Regions from separate parts of the Mus musculus genome. Here region 2 is linked to region 1. A link is a contact called in public Hi-C data. All regions are on one chromosome and are shown on one strand. Each heading gives the region's core, a stretch centred on a gene start, on an enhancer-like site or on the middle of the called end of the contact. The rest is flanking DNA. Distances are from core to core; before and after follow the strand shown. Region 1 has its middle 20 kb from the start of Gm25480. Region 2 overlaps Brinp1 (bone morphogenic protein/retinoic acid inducible neural specific 1).

The links. Hi-C and Micro-C count contacts between places; a contact is called where the count stands out from the background.
Region 2: a contact with region 1 is called in a Hi-C map of cerebellum, with 2.7 times the contacts expected there. The contact joins two enhancer-like sites.

What each region holds. Positions count from the first base shown.
Region 1 is chr4:66,520,208-66,527,150 of GRCm38.p6, reverse strand. No RefSeq gene overlaps it. Among named protein-coding and RNA genes, the nearest start is that of Gm25480, 20 kb to the left of the region's middle. Within about 2 kb of position 3,495, at least 18 of the 459 cell types and tissues checked have an H3K27ac peak or open chromatin away from gene starts, as enhancers often do. A contact at or near this core is called in cerebellum, where this site is marked.
Region 2 is chr4:68,763,328-68,769,952 of GRCm38.p6, reverse strand. All of the region lies in intron 7 of Brinp1 (bone morphogenic protein/retinoic acid inducible neural specific 1), which reads left to right. Among named protein-coding and RNA genes, the nearest start is that of Brinp1, 190 kb to the left of the region's middle. Within about 2 kb of position 3,587, at least 38 of the 459 cell types and tissues checked have an H3K27ac peak or open chromatin away from gene starts, as enhancers often do. A contact at or near this core is called in cerebellum, where this site is marked.

The DNA.
Region 1 (6,943 bases), core at 2,246-4,745:
TTCTCCTTCTTCTTCTTCCTCCTCCTCCTCCTTATATAGTAAAAAGACTGACAGAGAAAGCCCCACTTCTTCTTTTTCTTTCTGGCAGGTAAGTGGTCTTCCTTGGGCCATGGCTTCAATATTTTAGTGCAAAAATAAAGTAGCCTCACCTGAAGGGCCAATATAGAAGAGTGTATTCAAGGGTAACCATTTTTCTTTTTAAATTTTATCTTATATTTGAAAGTATCTTGGCTGCATATATGTCTTTATCACAAGCATACTGTAACCACAAAGGACAAAAAAATAGCATTGAGTCCCCATGAAAATGGAGTTACAGAGAGTTGTGAGTTGCTATATATGTACTGGGAATTATATCCAGGTCCTCAGGAAGAGTACCCAGTGCTCTTAATCACTGAACTATCTCTCCAGCCCCATATTCAAGGGTCCTAGCTAGTAAAACCATTAAATATTAAAGAAATTTTGGTGGTAGTATAGCATACTAGCAATAGACAGCAATATCTTAGTCAACTGCTCACTGAGAAACAGTCTTAAGAATCAGAAATCCAAGTATTTGGTCATTCATTCACAGATTCATGTATGTATGTTTTTATTCATTTATGCATACAAGCATTTATCTATTCCTGGGTTAATTTGCATAGGGGCCTCCCAAGATCTATTTGAATGCATAAGTACAAGAATTCATTTATTCATCCATGCACAAAGTTATTTATTCATGCATCCATGAAACTTTGATTCACTCTTTCAATCATAGATTCTTAAAAGTACTCATTAATCTGTGCAGAAAATTGCCTTTTCAAACTTACCATACAAAAAAGCATTGGATTAATCTGTGTGTAGAATGAAGATTATTCCCTGACCTAGCAGACTGCACACAGGAAGGAAGGAAAGATAAAACATGACTTTCAAAATTCTAAATATTATACCAATACAAAACATGTGCTGCATGTAAAGTTGGGGAGAAATTCACAGGCAAAGAAGATTTATGTCCATTTGAAGCAGGTATGTGAAGCCATCACTCAAGAGAACATGGTCCTTAACTAGGATAAAGATAGATGTTGGGAACCAGGAGTGTGTTGGCTAATTTTATGTCAAAATGACACAGGTTAGAGTCAATTGGGAATAGGGAACCTCAGCTGAGAAAGTGCTGCCACCTGGCCTTTGGGCAAGCCTGTGCACCATTTTCTTGTCTGATGATTGATGTGTGAGGGCCCAACTTGCTATGGGATGTGCCACACTTGGACCAGCGATTCTGGGTACTACAGGAAAGCAAAGTGAGCAAGCCTTGAGAGCAAACCAATAAACAGGACCCTTCATGGCCTCTATATCAATTCTTGTCTCTAAATTTCTGCCCTTCCTGAGTTCTTTTCCTGACTTCCATCAGTGAGGCACTGTTACCTGGAGACATAGATGAAATAAACACTTAAGTTTTCTCCAAGTTGATTTTGCTGGGGGCATTTTATCACACTAATAAAAACCCTAACTAAGACAATGAATAAAGACATAGAGGAGAATATGTTGAGGAATAACTGAATTATTACATGATTGGAAAACGGAAAATAGTCAGGCACTTTAGGCTAAAAACAGTTTGGAAGGCAGATGGAAGCCGTTTCACAAAAGACCTAGGACACCAAATTACGATAATTCAAGCTGGTTGTGTAGACAAACAAGCTTCTGAAAGGCTTTGGAGAGAAACTGTGCTATCAAAAATGAGCTGAAGGCATCCCTTGAGGAAGTGCCTCAGCAGTTAAGAGCAATTGCAGCTGTGCAGAAGACCAATTTCAGGTTCCATCACCTACATGATAGTATCCAACCTTTTGTAAATTTAGTGCCAAGGGTTGAATGACATCTTCTGATCTCCACAGGCACCAGGTATGTATGTGGTGAACATGTGTAGATACAAGCAAAACACTCACATACATGTAATATAATATAACAATAATAGTGTGCTGACGGGATTCTATTTAAGTAGTCATAGGTAAGAAAATAAGGGTGAAATAATGTGAAGAGTGGGGGTGGGGCAGAGGAAGAAGAAGGGAGAAGGAAGAAGGCAGGGGAGTGGTGGGAAGGAGAGATTGAATTCAATAATGGTGAGAAAGAGAAAAGAGGAACCCGCTTCCTTGAGGTTTCTAATCGTATGTGTCCATGAATAAGATGCCATTTGGACTTAATGAGGATGCAACAAAGAGGGATTGGGCTGGAAGAAGAAATGAAGCTTGCTACTCTGTAATGTCCTTGAAAGCAGAGGTGAGTAACTTTGGGCTCAGCGTGAACTAGCCCAGGAGCCTCTTCTTTCTAACCACCCTTGAGCTGTACCCCTCAGCCTCAGTTTCTCTCAATTCTTTGGAGCAACCAGGCCTCTGGCAACCAAAGAGAGGGACAGGATGGTACAGTGGGGAGAGTTGAATTACCCCAACGTGACCTCTGTACATTGCCTGCTTCTAGCACCTCATTTTCTGATGCTTCTCAGCCTTGTCCGGAGCTAATGAACCTCAGAGAACAAAGCTGTCTTTTGTTTGTTTGTCATTTTGAGGTTTTTCCGGTTGATTACGATCTATGCCAGCAAGAGGATATAAAATCACCAGCAATTCTTAGCTGAGGATCACAGGGCATTTTTATCCCCTTCTGAGAGAATGCTGAAGTTAATGTAAAAAACGCTGTCCTAACCACTTTAGATGAGAGAAACTGTTAAAAGGATTTTTTTTTCTGTATTCATTTTTCTTCTCATGTGAACTGTTATTCCCCCTCCTTTTAGCATTTTCTGCTTTGTTTCACACCCCCTGTAAATCAGGTGCCTTTTTAAAAAGAGCAAAATTTGAATTCCTTCTTACAGACAAAAAACTACAAATGACTCTCACTCTCCATGAGCCCAAAGGAAACAAGAAGAAAAAAACAATCTGCTATGTGGCGCCACTTTGAGGTTTGCCCTCATCAAGCCATGGTGTCTCTTTCCCACAGACCATTTTTGATACCCACCCCCAATCTCTATTTTACACTTAATCTCAGTCTTTGAGACTTCTCACTCTTCTTGGAAAGAATTCTGCCTTAGCAGCTTCAGTCTTCTGGGGGAATATAATTATCTAAACTGGCATGGATCCAGAACTCAGCTCCCCCATGAAAATGATTCCTTATTAAAGATTAAGTGGTAACAAGTATGTCAACAGCACTCCCAGCTCTAGAATAATTCTGAGCAAATAAAAAATGGCAACGGTTCCTATTTTCTATCTGGAAACTCTCTCTGGGCCTCTTTGTACCCCAGGTGGCACAGAGTTCTCTAATTTGTTCAGGTGTTGGATCATGGGAGCCAGTAGACAGGTGATGGGGACAGCAGCTTTATCTACCGTGAGGATTCAGGGGATGCAAGCCAGGGAAGCAGCTGGTTTTGAGGCAGCCTGGTGGGGCTGGCTTTTCTAGGGATGCTGAGCCAGGCCACTAGTCCTGCTCAATCCAGGCCTCCTTCCTGTTTCCTGTAGCCTCTGACTTGGCTGACATGGCAACACTGCCCTCTTCTGGGACAGCACAGTCATCACACTTCACCTGAGTTCCCATATCCAAGGACAATGGCTGGCAGCATAACCGGGAGCAGAAAGGAAGTATGCGGTCAGTTCTTTCGTGGCTAGAATGTCAAGAGTCCCCATCTGTGATATCTGCCACAGCCCAAGCTTTTGGAATCGGACAGACAGCTCTGCCATGTATTTATTATGTGACCCTGGGCATGCTTTACCTTTCTAAAACTCAGAACAAAGAGAGAGTCACTATGGTGCATAGAAATCGAGGTTTTGCTTTTTAGCCGGGGTGATCATGCCTTCACCTTTTCTCAAGATTTCTAAGTTTATACTAGCTACATTAGTGTAATTATTAGCGATACCTTATTTGCTCTTAAATGACCCCCTTTTCTTTATTACAGTGCTAGTCTTCCCATGGTTATGTGTTTGTCCTACTACCCACTCTCCCTAGGTAGCTCAGGCTAGCCTAGAATTCTCTTTGAAGCCAAAGATGACCTTGGAATGTCTGAATCTCCCACCCCTACCTTCTGTGCCCTGGGATAACAGGCAACACACCTGCTTTGTGCTGGGCTGGAGTACCCACCCATGTTCTATGCATAATAGACACTCACACTACCAACTAAGGGATATCCCGAGCTCTTTTTTTTTTTTTTTCAAAAGAGCAGTATGAAGATGGATAGACAGCTCAGTGGTGACAACTGGCTGTGTTTCCAGAGGACACAGGTTCCATACCAAGCACCCACATGGTGACTCATAACTGTCTGTCACTCTTCTCACTGGAGATCTAAACCCTCTTCTGACCTCGGGAAGCACCAGGCACAGATGTGGTACATGGACATGCATATTCAGGCAACCCATCCATACATATAAAATAAAAATACAGGAAAAAAGTAAAAGCCATTCCTTTCCATTAGTCCACGGGGTTGCTAGCTTCCCTCCCTGCACTCAGCAAAGAAAGGATATGACACCATCAGGAAAAGTCTAAAAATGCTACAACAGGCACCAGAGCAACTGTAGAGGGAGCCTGAGCAAACTTCTCCTCAGCACAAGAGCCATGCTAACATTTGCTTGGCCCCCCTGCAGGACTGCAGCAAGGCTCACAAGCAAAGAGTGTGAAAAGGCAGTATGAGATAGAAGTGAAGAACTGGTCTCCTTGTAAATGAGTATCAACTACCCACAGTTGAAAACCTAAGGAAAAAAAAAGATAAAATTAAAACATATAAAAGCACAAGCTCTGTGAATATATGTATTGCCTCCATGTCTGAGAAATGTAGGGAATTAAGGAAATGTCTGCTCATGTGGTAGCTCAGATCATTGACAATGGCTAAATTTTGTTACATTGACATCCCTGAGGGGAAGCTGGCACCAATGCCAGGGTAGCAGCTGATCTGCATGTCTATTTACATAAATTTGCATTGGCCTGGTGTTGAAATATAAATGCTGATATTAAAGAAAGTCATTTTCTTCCAGATTAAGGCATCTCAATATAGTACAGCCGCAAAGATGCACACTGGTCTTTGACCTTGTATTTGCATGACCTTGAATGAGTGATGATCTCATTGTATTGTTTCCTTATCCAGAAATGGAACCAATAATAGCACTCGCCAAAGAAGGTTGGTGCAAGGATTAAACGAGCTAATGTGAGTGAGGGATTTAGAGCATGGCCTGGCTTATTAAGCTCTCAGATGCTAGTGACTATTATTATCTCAGAACTTGCCCATTGCCCGTCACCATCAACCCCAGTTACACAGCCTCTACTTTTTTTCCTTCTGAAAATCATGAAAGTTGGGTGTTTAGAGCTAGGAGGGATCTCAGAACATCTAATCTGTCACTTTCAAACTTATTTTATTTCTTTTAAAATAACCATGGAACACTTTTGGAAAATGAAAGCTTACATGGAAACCCAGCATGAAGAACGGTGGAGTATTGTGGTTAAGGAAATGGGCTCAGCAGACAGACAGGCCTGATTTCCAGCCCTGACAAAACTGCTTATTAGCCTTCTGACTCGGGGCAAATGATTTACCTTGGCTTTAAGCCTCTGTTTCATAAAGTGTAAAATGGCAATAGTTGCTGTAAATATTTCATAAGGTTGCTGTAGAGCTCAATAACTTCACACTTATTGAGTGTTTAGTGCAATTCCTGGCACATTATAAGGACCCAATAATTACACTAACTCTTGAGATTTTAATCAGTGAAGTATATACAAGCAGAAGCACTCTGGTGTAAGTAGGCAAGAAAGTTACAAGTTCACAGGGGCTCCAGGGCCTGCTATGATGAGTCTGCTAAACCTAGCTTAAAAGCTTCTGGTAGAAGACAACATTTGGAAACCAAGATTCAAGATGTTCTTGTCCCTACTCACATATTACATAATTAGTACTTTCTTCTGCCCATTGCCAGGGATCTAATTATCTTTGGTATTTGCTGTTTATGGTGACTTTCCTTTCCTGTGTAGCCAACCTCTTTGAGTTCAACGTCTTTTCCAGGGCAGACTAAGCTGAACAAGACAGGATGGCATCTCCTGAAATTGGTTCCCAATGGGGTGAAAGTGTCCTGAACTTGTCCTTCTAATATCGCCTGCTGTCTTCCTGTGCTTTCCATAGCTCATAGCCAGAGGGAGGATGAGTCACTTTGTTAAAAATAAAAACACTACCATTTTCTTTCTTTGTTCATGATCACAGCAGGCTGGCACTGACACAAATCCCAAGCAGTCAGGGACAGCCAGGGGACAGCCCACTAAGCTGGCCCATCAAAGTGTCGCTATCACCTTTGTTCAGCTAAAACAAAGGGAGCCATGCTTACTGTGGATGGGATCTAGGAACACAAGCATCTGAGTTGCATTAGCACAGTCATCAAAGTAGCCAAGTTTAAGAAGAACAAAAATTGTGATAAGCCCCAAGTCTCTTGGAAGCTATAGGAGTTGATTTATAGCCCATCAGATGATGGCCTCCAATTCATGTAGCCAAGACCAGCAAATGCAGAATAATTTGTGAATGCTCACAGTCATCTATAGGATGGAACACAGGGCCCCCAATGGAGGAGCTAGAGAAAGTACCCAAGGATCTGAAGGGGTCTGCAACCCTGTAGGTGGAACAACAATATGAACTAACCAGTACCCCCAGAGCTCATGTCTCTAGCTGCATATGTAGCAGAAGATGGACTAGTTGGCCATCATTGAGAAGAGAAGCCCCTTGGTCTTGCAAACTTTATATGCCCCAATACAGGGGAATGCCAGGGCCAAGAAGTGGGAGTGTGTGGGTAGGGGAGCAGGATGGGGGGAGGGTATAGTGAAATGTAAATAAAGAAAATACCTAATAAAAAGAGAGAGAGAGAGAGAGAGAGAGAGAGAGAGAGAGAGAGAGAGAGAGAGAAAGCAAGACATAAATCCAAAGCTCTTCTCTATCATAATTCCAATTACTAGAGCCACTACTGTCTGTATCACA
Region 2 (6,625 bases), core at 2,338-4,837, 2.2 Mb before region 1:
GCAAAGTACAGTTCTTCCTTAACTTATTTCAACCCTCTGATCACCCAGAGCATCGACCTACATGATCACTGTCTCATTTCAAGGTTACAGCAGGCCACTGGGCTCTGGTTTGCACTTTTTTCTTCCATCGGCTTTTATTGTGCTGCATATGTGCTGCTCAGGACAAATAACCAACTCTGACAGCATCCACATGGGAGCACCTGCTGCTTTTAGTCCTTCTTTCATCTCTGAGCAGCTCTTGCTCCTTCTATCATCTGTCTTCAGTACTTCTATGCCCCAAAGCAAAACTCAGAATTTGAATATGCAGCTGATGTTGCCTGTCACCTCCTTCCAGACACAGAACAGTGTAATTGCAAAAATTGTTTCATAATCCTCCCCAATTAAGCTGCTGACAACCTAATTTGAAAGGCCAGGTTGGATTCTTCCTTTGCAGGTACCTTGCCCTCTTTCTCTTTTCACCCTCACCCCTGCCCTCTGCAAGCATATTTACAGACTTCACTCTAAGCTTCCAACTAGAAAATGTCCTCAGCATGGAATGAGACTGTAAAACTCTCCTTTTGGTCATTACTTTGCCACTGATATGCTCTATTCAATGAGGCTCTGGCCTCATGTGAAGAACTGAGGACAAACAGGCTGTTAAGGCTATAGAAGGAGCTTAAATAGGGCAATGATTAAAAGGTAAATATTTGTCCAGGGAAACTGATAAGCAGAGTGGACCTGATGGTTATTTATAATTGAGATGGCAAAGCCATGAACAGTACTCCAGGCATCTGACCTTACAGACATGTGTAGGTTTGAAGAGCACCATTCTTTCTGGTCTTGCAGAAGTATAGCTGGACACACACACACACACACACACACACACACACACACACACACACAGAGACACACACAGAGAGACACACAAACACACAAAACTTCACACCCACCCTAGCATATATATGCATGCACATTCATGTGCACAAACAGTCATACATACAAGCATACACACATTCGAAATCCATAAAGAAAAGTGCATACCAGACACTAGGAGTAAGTTCTTGTCTCCCAGTTTTAGCCTATCTTCTGCACAATATACACTTCTCTGGAGCAATGAAAATGTACCTAGACACCAATTACAATGTCAAAGAAACATCTAAAAAGACACACATGGGCATAAATAAAAGAGTAATTTGAAATTCCACTTTATTCTTTGTTCATTTCTTCTGTTCTTAAAGAAACACACTTTTATTGAACAAATAGACCTTACGGATTATAGTTTTGTATTTTAGCCTAGATTTCTTCCCCTGTCCTCTGTAACATTCTCTTGGCACTAGATTTGTATGATCTTCCCTAAAATGCCACAGGCCAGGCACCGCATTCCCAGCTTAGGCAAAACCTCCAATTAAAATCAGCAGGGAGGTTGCTTGAATTAGGAATCCCAGCCAGGGCTCCCCAGCCTGATGGTTCAGAATGGGAGATGTGAGCCTTTAAACAACGGATGGGAAACCCTGGGAGGCAAAGCCTCTGTCCTCCAAATGACAAGGGACTCATGCTCTGTCTCTGGGAGACCTGTCAGGTTGCCAGAACATCCTGGCTGTGGCAAAGACAGGACCCGCAGGGAAGCAGCTGAGATGTCTCCAGGGTTCTGAGAGTGGTTTATATCCGCTCTGGGGTTTAGAGGGCAAGCGATATATACTGTGATCATTGAGAGTATACCGAGATTATATTTAGAAATCTTGAACTCTGGCCATGTCTATGCTGTGTGACCATGAATGAGTGACAGTCCTTCTCTGGCTTCAAAACCCTTATCCCTGACATGGAAATCAGACCCAAATCGTACGGCATGTCAGTGATGTGAGGATGAAGAGATAGCTGCCTTGATCTAGGAGGTACACAGACTGTTTGCTGTCCATCTCGCCAACTCAGGGGCCGTGGCATTCAGTTCTAAACATGAGAGAGATGGGCTTTTAATTTGAATGGCTTTTATTAAAATTTCTCTGCTTTTGTGGTCCAACCTAGTTTATCTGAAGCCACTGTGAGTGCTAATAGATCAAGTACCAGATTTTTTTTCCACTTTAGAAGAGAACATGCAGCTTACTGCCCTCTTTACTCATTTCTCTCTCTCGCTCCCTATCTCTTACCTCCTCTCCCTCCAGTTCTCACCTTCCCTCCCTTCATTCCAACCCCCATCAGAATGAATTGAGCATCTCATTCAACAGAAAGCTGCTGATTTGGCTGCAAATGGAAGATGCTGTAGCTTCACCCCCAGAAACACAGAAAAGCGTTTTAAAGCATGGTTCTTACGGCCTCACACTCACTGCATAACAGTGGGTCTGTGTGAACACTGTGAGACCCTCCCGTGCAGAACTGGCCTATTAAGCTATTTCCCTGTCGCCAAAGTTGAGACAGCTGTCACTAGCTAGCCTGAGGAATGGTATTTATAGATCACAGTCCCTCCTACCGCTGGTGCCCATCCTCTCCCTGTGCATTCATCAGAGAGGCCCAATTATCTCTAAATGGAAGAGAGAGACCTTGAAAGGTTCAGAGGAAGCAAGGGATGTGGTAATAGATTCTTACATGATCAAACTCTGTATTTCCCCATGTGTTCCATTTGTTTGTCTTCTTATGGCAACGTCTACCTGTTTGTTCTCCTTATTGTTTTAATAGCAGACTATGGTTTATAGCACAAAGTGTACCCACAGCTGATGCACAAGGTTAGTATTTGAATGGTATGCCATTTCATCTCTCAAGTCCTCTTCTGTCACACCACAGATGACACTCAGGGGAACGGTGCACCTGAATACCTCCTATCACCACCTAGATGATATTTCTATGGTAAAGCATAGAAATCCCTCCATTGGTTTAGGATTCCACCTTCAGTGACCTTTTTTATCATTCAAATCACTGGGTGGAGATGGAGAAGGTATGGGGGATTATTTGGATTAAATAAAGCTGATGTTGGAAGTTGCCAGTATTAAAAAAAAAAAACAAAAATTAGTAAATACGCTTCAAATGGGCTGAGCTTATCTTTCACATTTTGGTCTTCTCAAATGAAGGACTGAAAAGCAACAGGATGCTCAATGAAAGTGGGAGTTAAAAATCATTAATAATGCTGCTCTCTCTGTCTCTGTCTCTCTCTGTCTCTCTCTCTATCTCTCTCTGTCTCTCTCTCCCTTTCTCCCTCTCTCTATCTCATGCTCTTTTCCTTTATAGAAAAGGAAAAGAATAGATTACTAATCCATGCCCAAGCCTAAGGTCTCTTCCTTGTCCACATTCTCTGAATCTTGTAACTGATAGTAATTTAACCTCTCCTAAACCTGTTTCTATTCCACCCATTGGCTGAGGCATAACACATTATGCCTGTAGCTTCCATGTGCCCTTCTGTCCACCATCTCCAACATGAAGTCCCCTTCTCCTCTCTGTCACCCCACCTTCCCTCTCTGTTTCCTCTTTCCTGGGCCTCGCACTCCTTACACCCCTCCTTCACACCACTTCCCTCTGACTCCTTATGCTCTACCATTAATGCCCCCTTTGATACAGCCCACAACCTCACAATTATTCTGAGCTCAGGAGATGCAGGTGCCATGCAGCCTGCTAATGTGTCTCAGAGGGCCTCTGTCCCCAGTCCCTCCTGCCTGACAAGGCTGGAATCCTAATTCCTCAGCAGCCCTCTTGCTTGTACCAGCATCACCAGGAACTTTCATCTTTTTATTTCCCCCACTGAGGATTCTGAGAGTGCCGCCACAATGAAGCATTGACAGGAGGAGTGGGGGCTGTGGTCCTGACAAAGGGTCCCAAAGATGAGACACGAGAAAGGGGGCGCTCTACGGGGTTATAGAATGCCTTGCAGATGGGAACAGAAGCACTCTAAATGGGGTACTGTGCTGTCACTTGGAGAGGGAGTGACAGGGGCAAGTGTGGGCCATTTGAAAGAGGCATTTTTGAAATAGAGCTCTTGTCAGATGTAACCACGCAATCGCAGCCGCGTGGAGGGCCCCTGCAGCTCACAAAAAATATCAGATGACTCATACCCCAATATTCAGTCAATGTTCTGATTTGGGAGGTGGGAGCCACACAGCTCATTATGATTCTTGCTCCGTTTCCTGAAAGCTGGGCCTGCTGTTCTCCAGGCTGTAATAGGATTGGTCTCACGAAGCAGAGACCAGGGAGGCCTGCGGCTGTGTGGGTGGATGGTATGGAAAACTAATACTGCTGTCCTGAGGGGAAGGGAGAAGTTTGTTTTCCTTTTTCTTTTTCCCCCCTTTTTGTTAATAAAATGTAAGAAGGAAAATATTAATATTCTTTGTTCATTCATTCGGCAAACATTTATAAAGCTAGCTAGGTTGTGTGCTACGTTCTGAGGGAAGAAATGCCCCGCCCTGCCTCCTAAACCTGAGAGGCTGGAGGAGAAACTAGGGATGAGACAAACAGCACAATGCCTTGGGATGTTTTCCGAGAGGTCTTTTTTTTTTTCCTTTTCTTTTTATTTTACCAGATGGAGGGGGTGGTTTTGTGGATTAAACAGGTAGACAGTTTCAAGAAGCTAATTATTCCACCATTTTTCTCAGCTGATAAGTAACTCATTTAAATCCCAAGTCAGCTAGGCAGCCATTTCAACAGTATCCATTTTCAAATGACTACAACAAAATGGCTTCTTTTAGACTTCAGAGCATTCAAGAGAGTACTCAGAACCTTCAAAGGAAGAGCTTATTCTCTGAGATATGAGCACTGTGTACTCTTACATTTTTTTCTCTTTTTTATAATTGCTGTATCCTAGACTTCTCTCCGCAGTTTAAATATATCTTCTCAGCATCCCTGTACCAGCCTCTTGAGACAGACCTTATTATCCCCATTTTAGCAAAGAATACCAAGGATTTAAGAGATGTAATGACTCATTCCCTGTTCCAGGATAGATTTGATTTTTGTTGTTTTTTTTTTCTCTCCCTGACTTAGTTCTGCTTGAACCAACAATATCCGTGCTCATCACCTTAGACTGTCTTATCTCCCCACTGACTTTAGGGGTTTATGATTTTGTGATTGTATGTCAAGAGAATTGCTGCAACAGACAGTTGACTAGCACATCCCACCACAGGATGTGTGGTGGAAATGAGATCCCTTTCTCATTCTCATAGTGCTGAAAGATCATGAACTATGAGCTCCATCATCATCATCATCAATCATCTGCGTCATCACAAATCTTGCTTGGGGTCCTAGTACATTTTATTTAAGACTGTTTTAAAAATTTGGGCTGATAGATAATGCCCAAAGAAAAGCTGATGTGTCAGGAGACTTCTCTTCTTGAGGGCCATATGGTCCATCAGTTTGCCTTGGAGATCCTGTACTCATGCTACCACTCTTTTGCAAGAAGAACAAGAGCTGAATTTTACTAAACCCTTAGTGCCTACCAAATTTATATGTATAATTCACACAAAAAATTGTATAATCCTTACAACAATCCTGTAAGGATTGGTAGGAGGGGTGAGTGGGGAAGCTAAGGAAATTGCCCACTGTCAACCCTGTTCAAGAACAGAGTTTCATCCATTTTATCCATTCACTGGTGAAGCCTAAATCTCAAGTCATTTTCTGGGTGTTTTTGGTAGGCTCAAGTGAGAAACTGGGCATAAAAATCCCTGTGCATAGTAAAGACTGGTGGACAGATATGCAGGACTGTTTGTAGCATGGAGGACAGAGAGGAGGTAACTTCCAAAGAAACATGGAAAAATGAAAGGCCTCTGGGCTGACAGATTTACATATTTTTTTTATTCTTCTGCTGCTTTTTATTGGTTCATGTACCCGTCTTCATTAAAATGTTTTATTGCCTGGAATCTGGGTACAGACACTGGCATCATTCACAGCATGGATTGACAATGTGGAGGGGTTTTAGAAACACAGTTTGTAATAGAAATGCCATACAATTGAGAATTTAGAATACTGGACAACTGAAGAACTTATATTGTTATTGCATATTATGAAAAGCCACTGTGAGAATCATATCATATGATCCATATAGAAGTACTACATGACTTCTATGATACAATGATTATGATGGAATGAAGCTTATTTCTGTTGACAGGGTTGGGCATGCCATATCTTCATCAGTGGAAGGTGTGGAATCCTCTGATGTTGACATAAAAATAAAAATTAAAAACAAGATAGAAAGAAAGAAAGAAAGAAAGAAAGAAAGAAAGAAAGAAAGAAAGAAAGAAGGAAGAAAGAAAGGGAGAAAACATAGAGGGTCACAAATCTTGCCCATGTGAGACTTTCCATGATTTGTTCTCTTCAGAAAGCGTATTTGTGCTCAGAAACTTTATTCCCTAAAACCGATTTCTCAGCGCCTATTGTATAATGGAATAGTTAGAGATAGATAAATATCCTAATAATTAGTAAAATGCCTCCTTTTTATAGATATTCACAAAGAATGTTAGATGTGTAAAGTACAATGTGATATAATAGCTTTAAGACAGTATACAGAATGACAATGTATTTATTAATATATATTCATTCTACATTCTTTTATATTTTAATCTGCTTATTCCTAGGACTTACCAATTAGAGTAGACTGGCTTGCTAGTGAATCTTAGGGATCCTTCTGTCTCTGCCCTCCAAAACCTGTAATTATACATGTGAGCCACCATGCCTACTT